Regions from separate parts of the Zea mays genome. Here regions 2 and 3 are each linked to region 1. The links are chromatin contacts, called in public Hi-C maps. All regions are on one chromosome and are shown on one strand. The core of a region is the stretch at or near the end of the contact, and the rest is flanking DNA. Distances in the headings are between cores, read along the strand shown. Region 1 holds the start of LOC103636139. Region 2 holds the start of LOC100273417 (V-type proton ATPase subunit E3). Region 3 holds the start of LOC103636141 (mitogen-activated protein kinase 8-like).

What was found. A called contact is a pair of places that touch in the nucleus more often than the background predicts.
Region 2: a Hi-C map of endosperm shows a contact between it and region 1, with 2.6 times the contacts expected there. The contact joins the promoter of LOC100273417 here to the promoter of LOC103636139 in region 1. A contact is called at or near these places in 2 of 25 Hi-C or Micro-C datasets (endosperm and tassel).
Region 3: a contact with region 1 is called in a Hi-C map of ear, with 2.4 times the contacts expected there. The contact joins the promoter of LOC103636141 here to the promoter of LOC103636139 in region 1. A contact is called at or near these places in 6 of 25 Hi-C or Micro-C datasets (ear, endosperm, leaf and 1 more).

The regions. Positions count from the first base shown.
Region 1 is chr8:152,574,010-152,578,428 of Zm-B73-REFERENCE-NAM-5.0, reverse strand. LOC103636139 reads left to right here and starts at 1,780. Exons shown (of 10, transcript NM_001346853.1): 1 at 1,780-2,161; 2 at 4,076-4,119. The coding sequence starts at 1,972.
Region 2 is chr8:152,115,670-152,120,088 of Zm-B73-REFERENCE-NAM-5.0, reverse strand. It overlaps LOC100273417 (V-type proton ATPase subunit E3), which reads right to left and starts at 2,577. Exons shown (of 6, transcript NM_001147854.1): 1 at 2,373-2,577. The coding sequence starts at 2,474.
Region 3 is chr8:152,923,171-152,927,589 of Zm-B73-REFERENCE-NAM-5.0, reverse strand. It overlaps LOC103636141 (mitogen-activated protein kinase 8-like), which reads right to left and starts at 2,196. Exons shown (of 10, transcript NM_001301575.1): 1 at 1,886-2,196; 2 at 1-259. The coding sequence starts at 1,933. It also overlaps the pseudogene LOC103637396.

The DNA of each region.
Region 1 (4,419 bases), core at 531-3,030:
CGTTGTTTATATTTGTAGTGTGGTAAACTTGTCCCGTTAGAAGTCGAAACTCTTACAAAATCCATTTTTAAAAATACAATTTCTAACTTTGTTTTGGGACGTTAAAACCATTTTGCCCAGTTTTTTAAAATCTTCGGGCCAATTTTCATTGATGTAGATTTCCCAAGCTATAACTCTTTCATTTGGATTATATATTATATAAACTTGACAAGAGTAACACACGGTTATAAACACCAATTTATAAACTCAAGGGCTTTTTTAGAACATATATGAATTTTACCAGAACAGTATATGAATTTTACAGGAATGAGTTTAAAATAGAGAAAAACACAGGATTCAGTAAATAATCCTTCAATCCAAATCTAAAGGAGCCCTAACAAAGTTAGAAAACCAACCAGTCATACCAGTTTTATTAGAACAACTGCTATCAACCCATTTTAGATGCCAACATAAAGCATAAACATAAATCCACATAAGCAACTATTTCTCGTGAGAAAAAATGTTAGCAAATGAGCATAAAGGATTGAAGAATCTAACCAAATTCGGAAACACCAGGTGAAACTTACTACTCCTGGCTCCTGCTCTTGCCGATCTACGCTCGCTGCCCAGTGCCCACCTTAAAAGTGTGTGCCCGAACGAAACGACGGAAAAGAATCCCACTGACACCCAAAACCCAAAATCGAAAGGACCAATATACACAACTCGTACGCGCCTATGCCAATGCGACAACGCCCATCCTTCCTGGACAAGGTGTCCCAAGGCCTTCACATTATCATATTAGGACTGATTTGGTGACAAAAGAATTAAGATGAATTAGAGTAGATTGAGAGGGAAAATAAACTAATTCCCTCATTAATCCCTCTTAATTTCCTAATCATCAAACCAACTCTTATGGCTTATTTGGTTAGAGGTACATTGAAAGAGATTAAGGTACCGTTTGATTTATGAAATATATAATTCACGCTAAGTACCAAGGCCGATATCACTTTCTAGTGTGATATCCGATTACGGTTAGATATAAACAAATATGATTTAATGTTATCAATTACCGATCACGTTATAAATATATGAACCGAACGGTAACTAATTTTTTTTCTAGTAAAAAATGAATAGAAGAAGATTTAATCCCTCTCAATCACATTCAATACCATCCGATTTAGATGTAACTGAATAAGACCTTAATGATCTTAGAGAGGATTTAAGTTTCTATCTAACCCTAAAGATAAATAGATAACCCAAGACATGACGCGTAGGGTCAGCATATAGTTGTCAGCATATAGTTGTCCCACATACTTAGGCTGTTTGATTTGCTCACAGTCGGACTCGCCTGGTCTAGGTAGCGCTTCGGGGCATTCGATTTCGAGCGCCTGGGACGCATTTGTTGCAAGGGCATGAACAAAAAAAGCCTCGGGGGAGTCGGGTGGAACTTTCACGTCCTTGTCCGCGCACCACTTCGTGGAGGGAATCCTCAGCATGTTACACCTACGTGACGCAGACGTACCCACTGAAGCACGGTGACCACGTATGGGCCCGAGTAAAGTGAGCCCATAATGTCAGCTTGAGGCGTCGACGTGTGATCTCAAGGAATCAACGAGCAATCGACAAGTGTACACAGGGACACAGGGTGGGATAGAGAGGAAGGGAGTGGGGATTGCGCGGACAAAACTGAGAAATTATTTTTTAACCCATTTCTTCTCTGCCGCAGCTCACAGACGTATATAAATGTAGGCGAGGGCGAGGCAGGGAGGGTTTTGGAATTTGGCCGCCGTTTGCGTTGCGTGGGTAGGGGAAGAAGCAGGCGGCCAGGCGCAGAGCCGCAAAAGCAGACGCGGAAGCAGCCCAGGCCCGAGCCGAAGCGGGGAGGCGACGCCGCTGCACTACCACTCACCCGGTCAGCGATTTGCCGCCTTGCGGGAGCCAGTTTTGGCGTCGGCGTCGGCGTGGAGTTCCCGGAGAGGGGTTCTGGCGAGGATGAGCGGCAGCGGCAGCGGCAGCGGCGGAGGGGGAGCCAGGGGGCAGTCGGGGCCCGTGCCGGCGTCCGCGAGGAAGCTCGTGCAGGGGCTCAAGGAGATCGTGAACCGTCCCGACGCGGAGATCTACGCGGCGCTGCGGGAGTGCGGCATGGACCCCGACGAGGCGGTCAGTCGGCTCCTCTGCCAAGGTTCCATCTCGTGTCACTCTCCTTTTCCTCACAGTTTCATGTGCAGGCTCGGTCGTTAGTGCAGGGTGTTTGCGTGTCTGACTGGATTGGATGAGTGCGCGTTGGGGAGTTGTCTATGGCGTCGGGTTATCAGGAACCATGCTTCCTTTTGTCCTTCTATTTGGGGATTTGCGGCGATTAACTACTGCTCTGCTAGTATTTGGGGGCGACTGTGCTGCACGCTAGTGGTAGCCTGGCAGGACTGGCTAGAATCAACGTTCTGGATTCGATTGATTTTGCGAAGATCCGGTTTAGGCCTTTGGTTTGGAACTTTTTGGAATTGCCTGCAGTGTTAAATTCAGTACTTTTTTCAGCGCTTATTAGCTGCGCTTCTCAGTTCATTCGCGACTCACAGTAGAAAATAAAACTTGGCCCTTTACCATTTTGGTGGGTTAAGCTTCTGGGACTGTAAGGAGGAACATATGGCTGTCTTTATTCATGAACTCGAATGAACTGGATAAGTTTCTTCTCGTTATTGCCATCACGCTATGATCTCTTTTGTGTTCACTGTGTTTTATGGTTTAAACTGTTTAGAGCTGCAGTAACTATGGGTCTGTTAGATGTTTGCATAAGGAAATAGGACATGTTCATTTTTTCTCACGTGTTTAGGCATTATATAATGATTGGATTGGCTGAAGGATGATAAAACATGTCAACATTTGGGAGATGCAAAAGAAAATAACTCAACTGGTGAGAAGGCAGGGAAAGGTGAAGCCATTGAGTGAATGCAACAGAGGCTCTCTAAGATCTCTGGTTGTTTGGGTCTTAAGTTTTGGCAAACATCAGCAACAAAGCCTTTCTGGTCCCAACAAAGGCTAAAATAAGAAGATAAAACCAGAATGACATGTCCAAACTTAGCTTGTATTCAGATACAAACTTACAAATGATATTAGTCCTCTATCTTACGTTTGAACTTTACAGTCTGATTTCTTTCATCTCAGACAGAATTTGGATGAACTTGCACATGTCTTGTAGACTCTGTTTACATTTGGAGTGAGCGTCAACATTTGTCTTCTCATGTTAACTGTGTGCTGCAACATGCCAATAATATTATATATATTCCTTTGTCAGACAGACCCCATTATGATTTATATATTATTATTATGCATGGACCTGGATTGATTTATAGGTCTGGTTTCTTGTTTTTGTGTTTGGTACTGAAAGAACGAATTGGTAATTATGGTCTCAGTTACCATGTTGAGTTATATTCTTTTGTGATTCATGAAGTTAATGATCTGTATTAGCATCTGCTGCACTTTTGTTGTCAGAACCACATTGAGATGGTTAGCTCGAATATTATCTCAATGAATGTTTGTGTAATTGCATGAATCTTTGTTATATTGGTCACTGACCGCCGAACACCTTATTTTCACGCAAGACTAAGGGTTTCATGAACCTTGGGGATGTCTTGCGGTAGCTATTTATTTTTGTCCCAAATGGCTCTATTTTAGTTCTTGTTGTCCCGTTTAACCTGGTGTAAGTCTGATAAGTAGTGACTGTGGTGGCATCACTGTGCTTGGTTGGGTTAGGTTCTCTATTACACAATTTTAAACACTGGCCCCCTCTGATCTCTACCGTTCCCAACTTTATGAGGGAAGTTAGAGAATGGATTCCAACAAATGTTTGAATTACATTGGCATATTTCTAAAATTATCCAGCACAATTTGTATAGATGAATATTTGCTATGCTGGTGTTGCAGTTGAAAAGACTTGCTTCTCTTGCTCACTTTAATATACAACAATTTTGTTTTTTCTTGAGAAAATATACACGGGTTTTGTGTACAACAGCAACATAGAATCAAAAGTGGTTTGTTGATTTTCATTGTTCCAGCTATTCACTTGTATATAGCTCACATACTGTTGATCTTTCTCCAGATACTTTTCAAGAGGTAAAGAGCAAGCGTGATAAGAAAAAGGAGGTCAGTTGAGTATGATTTTTGTTTCAATCTGCCAATGCTCTTGGTAATTTCAGTTTGCCTGATAGCCAACTTTTTTTTGTAACTTAGTTTGGCCTGATAACTCTACTCAACTGTTCTCATAAAAAAATGTTGCAGCTTATCTTCAGTTACTCATGTTATTTTTTTGTTGGATATATAAAACCAATAATGATTGTTTAATATACCGTGTTTTTAATATCAAGGCTGGTGATTAACTCTGCTAATATTGCGTTTTGTATCTCTTGGTTAGCTTTATTGTGTCTTGCTTTAACCTTGAGAACT
Region 2 (4,419 bases), core at 1,328-3,827, 460 kb after region 1:
CACCACATGAAACATTTTAGAGGTATGTTTAAATAAAGTAGACATGATCGTGCACCACCTAACCTGACGAACATGATCCCACCTGCACAAAAGAAACCGACCCAACCCAACCCAATCAATATGGCGGGCAAGCGCAGACCATCATTATTAAGCCAAAGAAAATGTTAGGTCAGGCTGAGAGACCTGATTTTCAACGGGCCGACCGGACAGCCAGAATAGGAAAACTTAATTGAAAAATACCACTGGCTTACCATCCCACATGTGGCCCAGCAGTAGCCCAACAACAGAAACCCATCGTTATCACATATATGCCACCCACACCGTGCCCAACCCTATGGCCCACGTTAGCCTCTTATAAGCTTTCTGCTCCCTTGCCTCTCCACAGGCTGCCTCCGACTCCTGTCTCTTACTCTTGTAGTCGCGTTCAATCTATCCTCAAGCCACTAGCCGTGAAGCACCTCCAGCGCTAGACAAGCTTGAACTGACAAAAGATGGCAGGAGCTCTGTGTCTGCCACCAGGAGAAAATCTACATCAACTGCTCCAGATCCTGTTGTCCCTGGGCACACAGGGCCGACAAGAGGCAGAGGCACGTCACCATGGAGCACAAGACGTGCCGGATCCAGCCGTCTGCCACAGGGCGCCACTATGCCCTCGCCAAGTCTTCTTCAGTTCATTGGGCCATGCAGCAGGTGGGCTCGGGTCATAGCAAAAGTGGACCTTTTTTGGCCTGGTCCGGCCTGAGGATGTGGGCACAGAGGATGCTACTGTTCTAATGATAAACCTAAATCTCTGACACAATTTACTGGCAGTATAGTTAATAATTAACTCACATTCGACTTCCATCCAAATGCATAAACATGAATAATCAGGCAAAAGTTGGGTGTGGAAATAGCAACGAAAAGAGGTGTATATATTGTGCAAAGACTTCAATACATGACTATTTTCATGAAATCAAACATTAAGGCAGCACATGTATATCCAGGCCCCAGGGAACACACTACTATTTCCTCAACCCAAATATAGCACACAAAGTGAATGTTTTCTTGTATTGTTTAGTTTTTTATGATCTTCATTCTTCAAGACTAAACTGTGCATGCTACTTTTTTCATGCCGATCTACAATAACAAATGTACTTTTATGGAAGCATTTTTTAAAAGATAGGTCTAGCAATGTGTTTTTCACACAAGTAAATAGGTAATCTTTATAGTTTATACATATTATTAGTCAAGATTTTGAATGTTTGGCAGGTGTATTCTACCAATGGAGGTTGAACATAATGGTCCATCATATTCTACTACACTGTAGCAGAATCAGTATATTAATCATACACGCATGTGATCTCATACATTGAATTTAATTGGTACACTGTGTTCATAAGTTGGCAGCAAAGACAAAAAGGAAAATACATGAATATGCATGATTGTAGAAGCCCTCCAACAAGTAAATTTGTCGTCCAGTGTCTAGCACACTAGCAATTCATCAAGCAACCAACCAAAATTGGTATCGATCAGATCGCATCTTCCAGTACAGTTACTTCAATGTCTACACTACAACGAGAAAATAGAAGACACCTTAAAAAGTGATACATGGTTAATGGCTTAGGTAATTAGGTACCGGACATACAGAAGTTGTGATTAGTTGTTTGAACTTTTGATATCAGGGGTTACACTCTTATTTTCAGAAAGCTATTTGAACTTTTGAAGCATAACTCCTAGAACCAAGCCAGAAGACAAATTGGGCATCCAAGCATGAGACGTTCCCTTTGAAGGGAATGACATAGAATTAATCAAGAGGAGAAATGGAGTGATTCAGCTTAAGATCATTTAGCTTCTAGATGAAGGATGAGAATCACGTCTTAGGAGTTCCCAATTCAGCTTAAGCTCCAATTTTGTTTCCAGAACATTCAGGAAGCATGTGAACCATTTGTGAGCTCCGAAAACATACCTCGTCTGACTACAGTTATACAGGAGCCCTAGAATTATGCCAGTCGGTAGAGAATGGCGTGAATACCAACTCAAAAGCGTGGAGGGTTGGAGGCACAAAACCTCCGCGATCTAGAACTCTCTACAATGTTCACCACCCACCATGAGCGTAACAAGCCCAAAGCCCTAGAGCCGCTAACCCAACTCCAAACTCTCCTCGATCTGCCTCGGAACTGGGGGCCTTTGTCGCTTGGGACTACGGATCTCGTACACAATAAGCGAAGCACCAAGCGTTAAAACAATCGAGCAGCTAAAGCCGGCTCTCCCAGATGCTTCGGGATCATGGAGCGCGTCAGCCAGATCGGGCAGCTGAGAGTACAGAGACAAGCATCTAGAAGCTTCTGGAAGCTTCTAGGAGGGTGAGGAAGCGGCAGGCAGGGTAAACTGACCTCCTCGGCGGAGACGGAGATCTCGTTGGCCTTCTCGTCGGCCTCCTGGCGGATGAACCGCACCATCTGCTGGATCTGCTTGGATACATCGGCGTCATTCATCTTGACGGCGGCGGATCCGACAGGCCCTCCGGCTGCTCTGCTCGCTCCGGCACCGCCGCGCTGGGGGTATGGAAGTTGCTGAGGAGGCAATCGGGAGTCCACGGGATCGAGACTGGTCGAGGTGGAGGTCGTGGGGCTAGTCTAGGCGTCTAGCCGCGCGGGGGCAACGTGATCGGGTTGGTTGCCGCTGCCTGTCTGTATGTGATACCATTATTTCGTGAACCCGGTCCATGGTTCCGTGATCTTTATCATTGCTTCCGGTCATTGTCTGACCAGTTTTTTACATCAGAGTATCTCCAACAATATCTCAAGCTAATGTCTTAAATTAAAATATAGAGTTTTACACTGAAAAAATAACTACAACAGTGCCTCATTTCATAAAATTTGATCAAAAAACTATAAGATACATTCTCAAGTGCCTCAAATACACTATAGTGGGCTGTCATATAATCTATATTTGAGGCTTTACTGTTAGAGCGGTGTGTTTTGTTGATGCCCTAAATTATATAAATTATACTCATTTTTAAATTATAGAGTTTTTTTATAGGTCGTTGTTGTAGATGCTCTTAGGGTATCTCCAAGAAATCACCTAAACCAACCCAAAAACGTTTTAAGGAAAAAACACATTTTGAGCCCTCCAACCATTCCCTCTTCTCCCCATATTTATATTTATAGATGGCCAAATGGGTCGTGTTTAACGGACCGGCCCAAAGCACAACTCATTTAATAGTTCCAGACCGGGCCCGGCACGCCATTGCATCGGCCCGCAGTGCCAGTCCGGTCCGACACGATTATATTTTTTATTTTATAAAACATAGTATATATATTTAGATTTTATAATTGCTATTTTTACAACAAATGCACTAGATGTAAGTTTTACATGTTAGTCTCCTTCATGTAGCGTTTTCAGCCTTGTAGAGAGGTCGTGGGTTTAAAACCTCACTTGTGTATAGTTTTTTTTACTATTTTTCCTGATTTAACAACACAACATGAACAAGTTAACGGATCGGCCCAGCATAGCTACTAGGCCGGTATGCCGTGATTGGACCGTAGCTGCGACACGCGGGCCGATCGGGCATGGCCTGATTATCCGTCGGGCCGGCCCGTGCCGTGCGGAACCGGGCCGACCGTTTGTGCAACAACTATACCCATTTTTTTTGCTTCCCTCATCCATTTCCTGCCCTCCCGCAAATTTGAGCGTCACAGATCCTCCCCAATCGCCCCTACTCGCCTTCGCTTTTTACACGGCCTGCCGCGCCGCCGGCTCCTCCGCAAAGTAGTCCTCGACGTTGCCTCCTCTAGCCCCGCGGTCGTCTTGCAACCCCTGGGGTCCTGGCCGTGCAAATGAGCACGCTGACCTGGCCATGGTCGATCCACATGGGGACAAATGAGCACGCTGACCGGCCGGCGAGGCACAGGAAGAAATAAATACGTGTTCTTATTGCTTGTACTGTTAGCTTTCTACCGCATGTAGTTTACATGTTCGACGAAATGCCAACTAAAGACAGGATACTAGTTGTTTCAAAAGTATTTGGGATTATGTATTAGCCGTCTGCTGTGGGTTTAGCTTTTTTTAAGAAATATTTTTTAGCAACAACCCCAATAAAACGTTTTGGAGAACATTTTTTTTAGAGTTGCTTCTAGTCTCGTCCCTAAAAAAAGAGCCACACGCGGATCCACCTGTTTTGTTGGGGCCCGATAAAATCCATAAACTCTTTAGCAAAATATTATATTGTCGCGACTCAAGTATATCTACACCACATAATAAAGCTAGCCTAGATTATGTTTTAAACTTGAGCTAGCTCAGCCCTTGTGGGATGGAACAATCATTATTAAAGGATTATTATGCCCTCCCACACAATCAGAAACATGTGCTTTCAGTAACCACTGTACATCCGATCAATACAGTCACTCAGTTCCAACACGTTGTACTCGTTGAATGGGG
Region 3 (4,419 bases), core at 947-3,446, 350 kb before region 1:
ATGGAGGCAGCATTATATGCTTGATCTCAACTATATCAGGATGGCGTAATAGCCGAAGTAGTTTGATCTCACGTAGGATCCGTGCAGCATCAGATAAGTGCTCGAAGATATTGTGTATTTTCTTGATTGCCACTTTGTCGCCAGTATGTTGGTCAACAGCTGAGCAAACAACGCCATAACTTCCTTTGCCAATGACCTCTTGGATTTTGTATCTGTTAGCATCACCGTATTCACTGAAGAAGTCCATCTCTGATGAACCCTGAGCAAAATTTAACATACTGAATTAACTCTGTTCAAGAAAGCACTACTAATAAGCAAAAAACATATAGATTTATAGTGATTAAATGAGAAGGATCAATTTAACTGAGTAGAAATGTGGAATCTGCTTCAAACACTAAACCCAATATCAGATCTTAGGATTTCGATGGTGTGGACAGAAGGAGTGAAAAATTGGATTGTTCCTAGGGTAGATAATACATGCTATCCTCAGTAATTGCAAAAAATAACCTTCACGAGAATGCCACTGCCAGATTTACAAAATTATAAATAGACTCAAGATAACAGTGAACGAGGAAACTAGATTATGTGAAGCTTGGCACCCAAGCTTTCTTCCTAATTCCTACCCAAATAACCACTGAAACACATTTGTTTCAACTAACTAACGAAGATTATGGCACAATCAGGAACTGGGCACTGATAGTTTATGTTACACTACACCTACCCTCCAGCGCAAACCTTCCTTTGCCTCCAGCAATGAGCAGAGCAGGGCTGGTCAAGCGTGAAAGACAAAACGAGACTAACGCAGAAGTGGAAGAATTAAACTTCAAGGGAGAGTTCTTGGGCATACTCAATCGACATGACTCCTGAGTGGGCATAGAATATATTGATAAGCTAATCCGCTAGAACAAATTAATCTTTTTTTCTTTCTTCGAAGGAAAAGATGACGAGAGAGGCCACAGAATGGATTGGGATAAACACAAAAACCACTCAGCGAATCTAATTCCTCGTTTGCGATACCTCTATGACCTGAACCAGCTTTTTCTGGCGTGCCATCACGGGTTAGCTGGGTGGGGAAAAGGCCTAACCAGTCCTTTAGGGAGCAACTTGTATTCGACACAGTTGGAAAAGTGGCAAAGGATGCCATTTCCTTTCGAGGGTAAAAAAAGAGGACGTCGCCCAACACCGGAAGAGAGTTCAGATATTATCGAGAAACCGTCCACTGGCAAATCCAACAGATAACCTCTCGGTAGTTATTCAGAAAACTTCCGATCCAGGGAAACCATGAAGCGAAAATACTCTTTTGGCACACGCACGAACCTGAACGAAAAATTTGCTATTTTAGCCTTTTTAACGTGGGCTAAATGTTATTATGTGACCCTCTGTCTATGACTTGTGGGGCCATCTGTGTCTATGATTTGTGGGCCTGAGTCTAAAATAGAGAAGTTCACAACTGAGAGTGACAAAATAGCAAATTTCCCTACCTGAACTGTGGCGACTCCACAACTGAAATCCAAGTACAGCCCTACGCGACCGTCTTTCCGCAACGAAGGCGATGAACAATTGCGGAGAAGGAGTAAATGGTTACGGTTCTCGTGCACATCCAGGACCAGGAAGGCTCCTTTTTATCTCACATACTATTCGACGATTTCAGAGCTGCCGTCGGCTTGCAAGGTCCAACCCGGCAGGCCAACCGATCTGAAAAGCCAACAACCCTGACGACCGCGCGTCCACCGGGACGCCAACCACACCCCCCCCCCCCCCCCCCCCCCCCACGAGAAAGGAACCAAACTCCCACAGACGACGACGAGACGGAAAACTCCCACGAGAAAGGAACCAAACTCCCACATGCGACGACGAGAAAGCGGAACGAGAGCCTGCCCCTCACCTTCCTCTGCCGCTGCTGGTGCTGCTGCTGCTGCTCCGGCGCCTGCATCGCTCCCTGGCTGCCGCCGCCGCGTCAGCGCTCCTCCGACCGTGAGGTTACCCGCATTTGCCCCGGCGCGCCGCCGCATGCGACGCCCACGCCCCCGCACGGACGAGAGTAGAGATCCCTGGCCCTCCCTCCCGCCCCGCCCCGCCCCGCCCCGCCCCGCCCCGCTCGCGCTGTGGCCTGTGGCCCCGCCTCGCTCGCTGCGACTGAGCAACGCGCGGCGAGGGTGGGGTGGAGAGTTGTGGGTGGTGTGGCGCCCGATTCCTGATGGTGTGGTGAATGGTGATGGTGCCGCACAGCAGCGGTGGGGACTTGGGGTTGCGTTGCGTCGCGTCGCGAGGTGGCGTTAAAACGGACGAGGCCCAGGAGGCCTGGGCCGGGACCCGAAGCCCGCTCCGTTTTCTCTGTTGACCGTCCTCCTGGCTCCTGCCGTGCAACTGTGCGAGCGACCTGGCCGTGGGAGCTGGGAGAGGACAGGAAGGCCGGCTCTAGTCGGGCGCCTAGCCGAGTGATTCTGTCCGTGACTGCTCATACGGCTCGGGCCGCTCGGCTCCCTTTCAAGCGTTTTTTCCACTTTTTTTTTGACTGATACAACTTTTTTTAAGATGGCTGTCACGAGAATTTAAATAGCGTGGAGCTTAAGTGTAGACGAAGATAAAGAGGTTTATAGAATTTAGGGCCTGTTTGAGAGAGCTTTGCTTCAAAAACTTCAGCTTTGGTTTTCCAGTTTCACTATAAAACAACTCCAGCAAATTGTTAAGGTGAGTTCCAGGAGCGTTTGGTTTGTATATGGACTCCAACTTCTATAGTACAATTGATTTGTGTGGGTTTCCTTGATTACCATTCATGATTAGTGGGTTGTCGCCAGAGGTGAGTAATTTTCGTACAGCTTCATGAGGAGATATAAAAACAGTGTTTTTGAAGCACCCTCTAAGGAGCTTCATGAATTTCATGAAACAGGCCTCTAGTTTCGATTTTTTAAAAAAACTAAAGCTCGTGGAGCTGGACCTGTTTGGGTTGAAGAAGTTAGAACAAAATTGAAATTCTTAAAGTGAAGCTCTCCTAAACATGATCTTAGTATCTAGAACTCCTAGTCTGACTCGAAGGATTATATATTCACATTGATTTGAACGGTTTTTATATAAGTGATTCTCACGCAAGCGAACTAAGAAGCCAAATGTTTGGCTAAAGCTTAAACAAAAATCCCCTTTGATCGATAGGCGATAACAGCGGCGCGGTGGCGCTTCGTGGCCAGCCTTGTGGGGACGGATGACCCCACCTGTCCGTCTGGCTCTAGCCATGATGAATCTACAAATCAGGACGAGGCGTGTTTTGAGTACGGTATCTCTACTAACTATTAAGAGCAGAATGTAGACTGCCCCCGCCACGATTCCTCTCCCGCCCGCGGATCACGCGCACGACCGAACCCCCCGCCGCGATCCCCCTCTCGCCCGCGGCGAATCCCCCGCCAACCGGCCTCCCTCCTCGTGCGCATCGCCGCCAGCAGCCGCATGCGCGCGAATCTCTCGCCACCACCACCCGCTACGCCCGCTCTCAACAACCTCCGCCTTCATCGCCCAAGAACTCCTCCTCCCGCCTCGTGGGCCGCCGCAACCCCTCCTGCCTGCAGATCCACTCCGTCGCGAACCTCCCCATGCCTCCACCGCCCCTTCCGTACCTCCTCCTCCTCCTCCTCGGGACACACGGCCAAGCACCAAGCGAACCAACGCGCGCCGGCTTGAACTCGAAGCAAGCAAGCGACTGGGCTGGGCATTTTCTTCAGGTGTTTGGAAAGGCCCTAATGGCGGGGACGCGCTGGGGGCTGTGGCTGGGGCTGGTGACGGCGGTGTGGGTGCAGTGCATCTCCGGCAACAACTACACCTTCTCCAACTACTCGCACGCGCTGAAGACGCTCATGGGCCTCACGCAGCTGCAGCTCAACGGCCTCTCCGTCGCCAAGGACGTCGGCAAGGCGTTCGGCCTCCTCGCGCGGCTGGCGTCCGACCGCGTCCCCACCTGGATCCTCCTCGCCGTCGGCTCCCTCGAGCTGCGTTCACTGGTATGTGCTTGTTTGTTTTGATGGATACTGGTTGGAGTCCTATCTGCTGCACATGCCAACCAGTATCATTCATATATGTTGTTTTATTTATGAGCAGGCACTTGGATAATTCACTGCAAACTTAGTGCACAACTATTTTAGTTTGAGCTCTTCAAATCCAATTGCATTAATACGGTGATTGCATTCATATGACCAAGAAAAACTGGGAAAAAAGAACACGTCTAGCAAGGATTTGCATCTGTATATCCATCCACAGTGTAGCCATAGAAGATTGCTAAATAATTAAGCAAAGATAAGTGTAGCATTGAAGAACCAAAGTCAGATTTAAGAAAATGGGAATTCAAGTCTTTTGCCGTTTGAACAGAAATAAAATAACTCAAATGAAAGCAGTACCTCCAATATATCCTCTACTTCAGTCCAAAGAGATCCC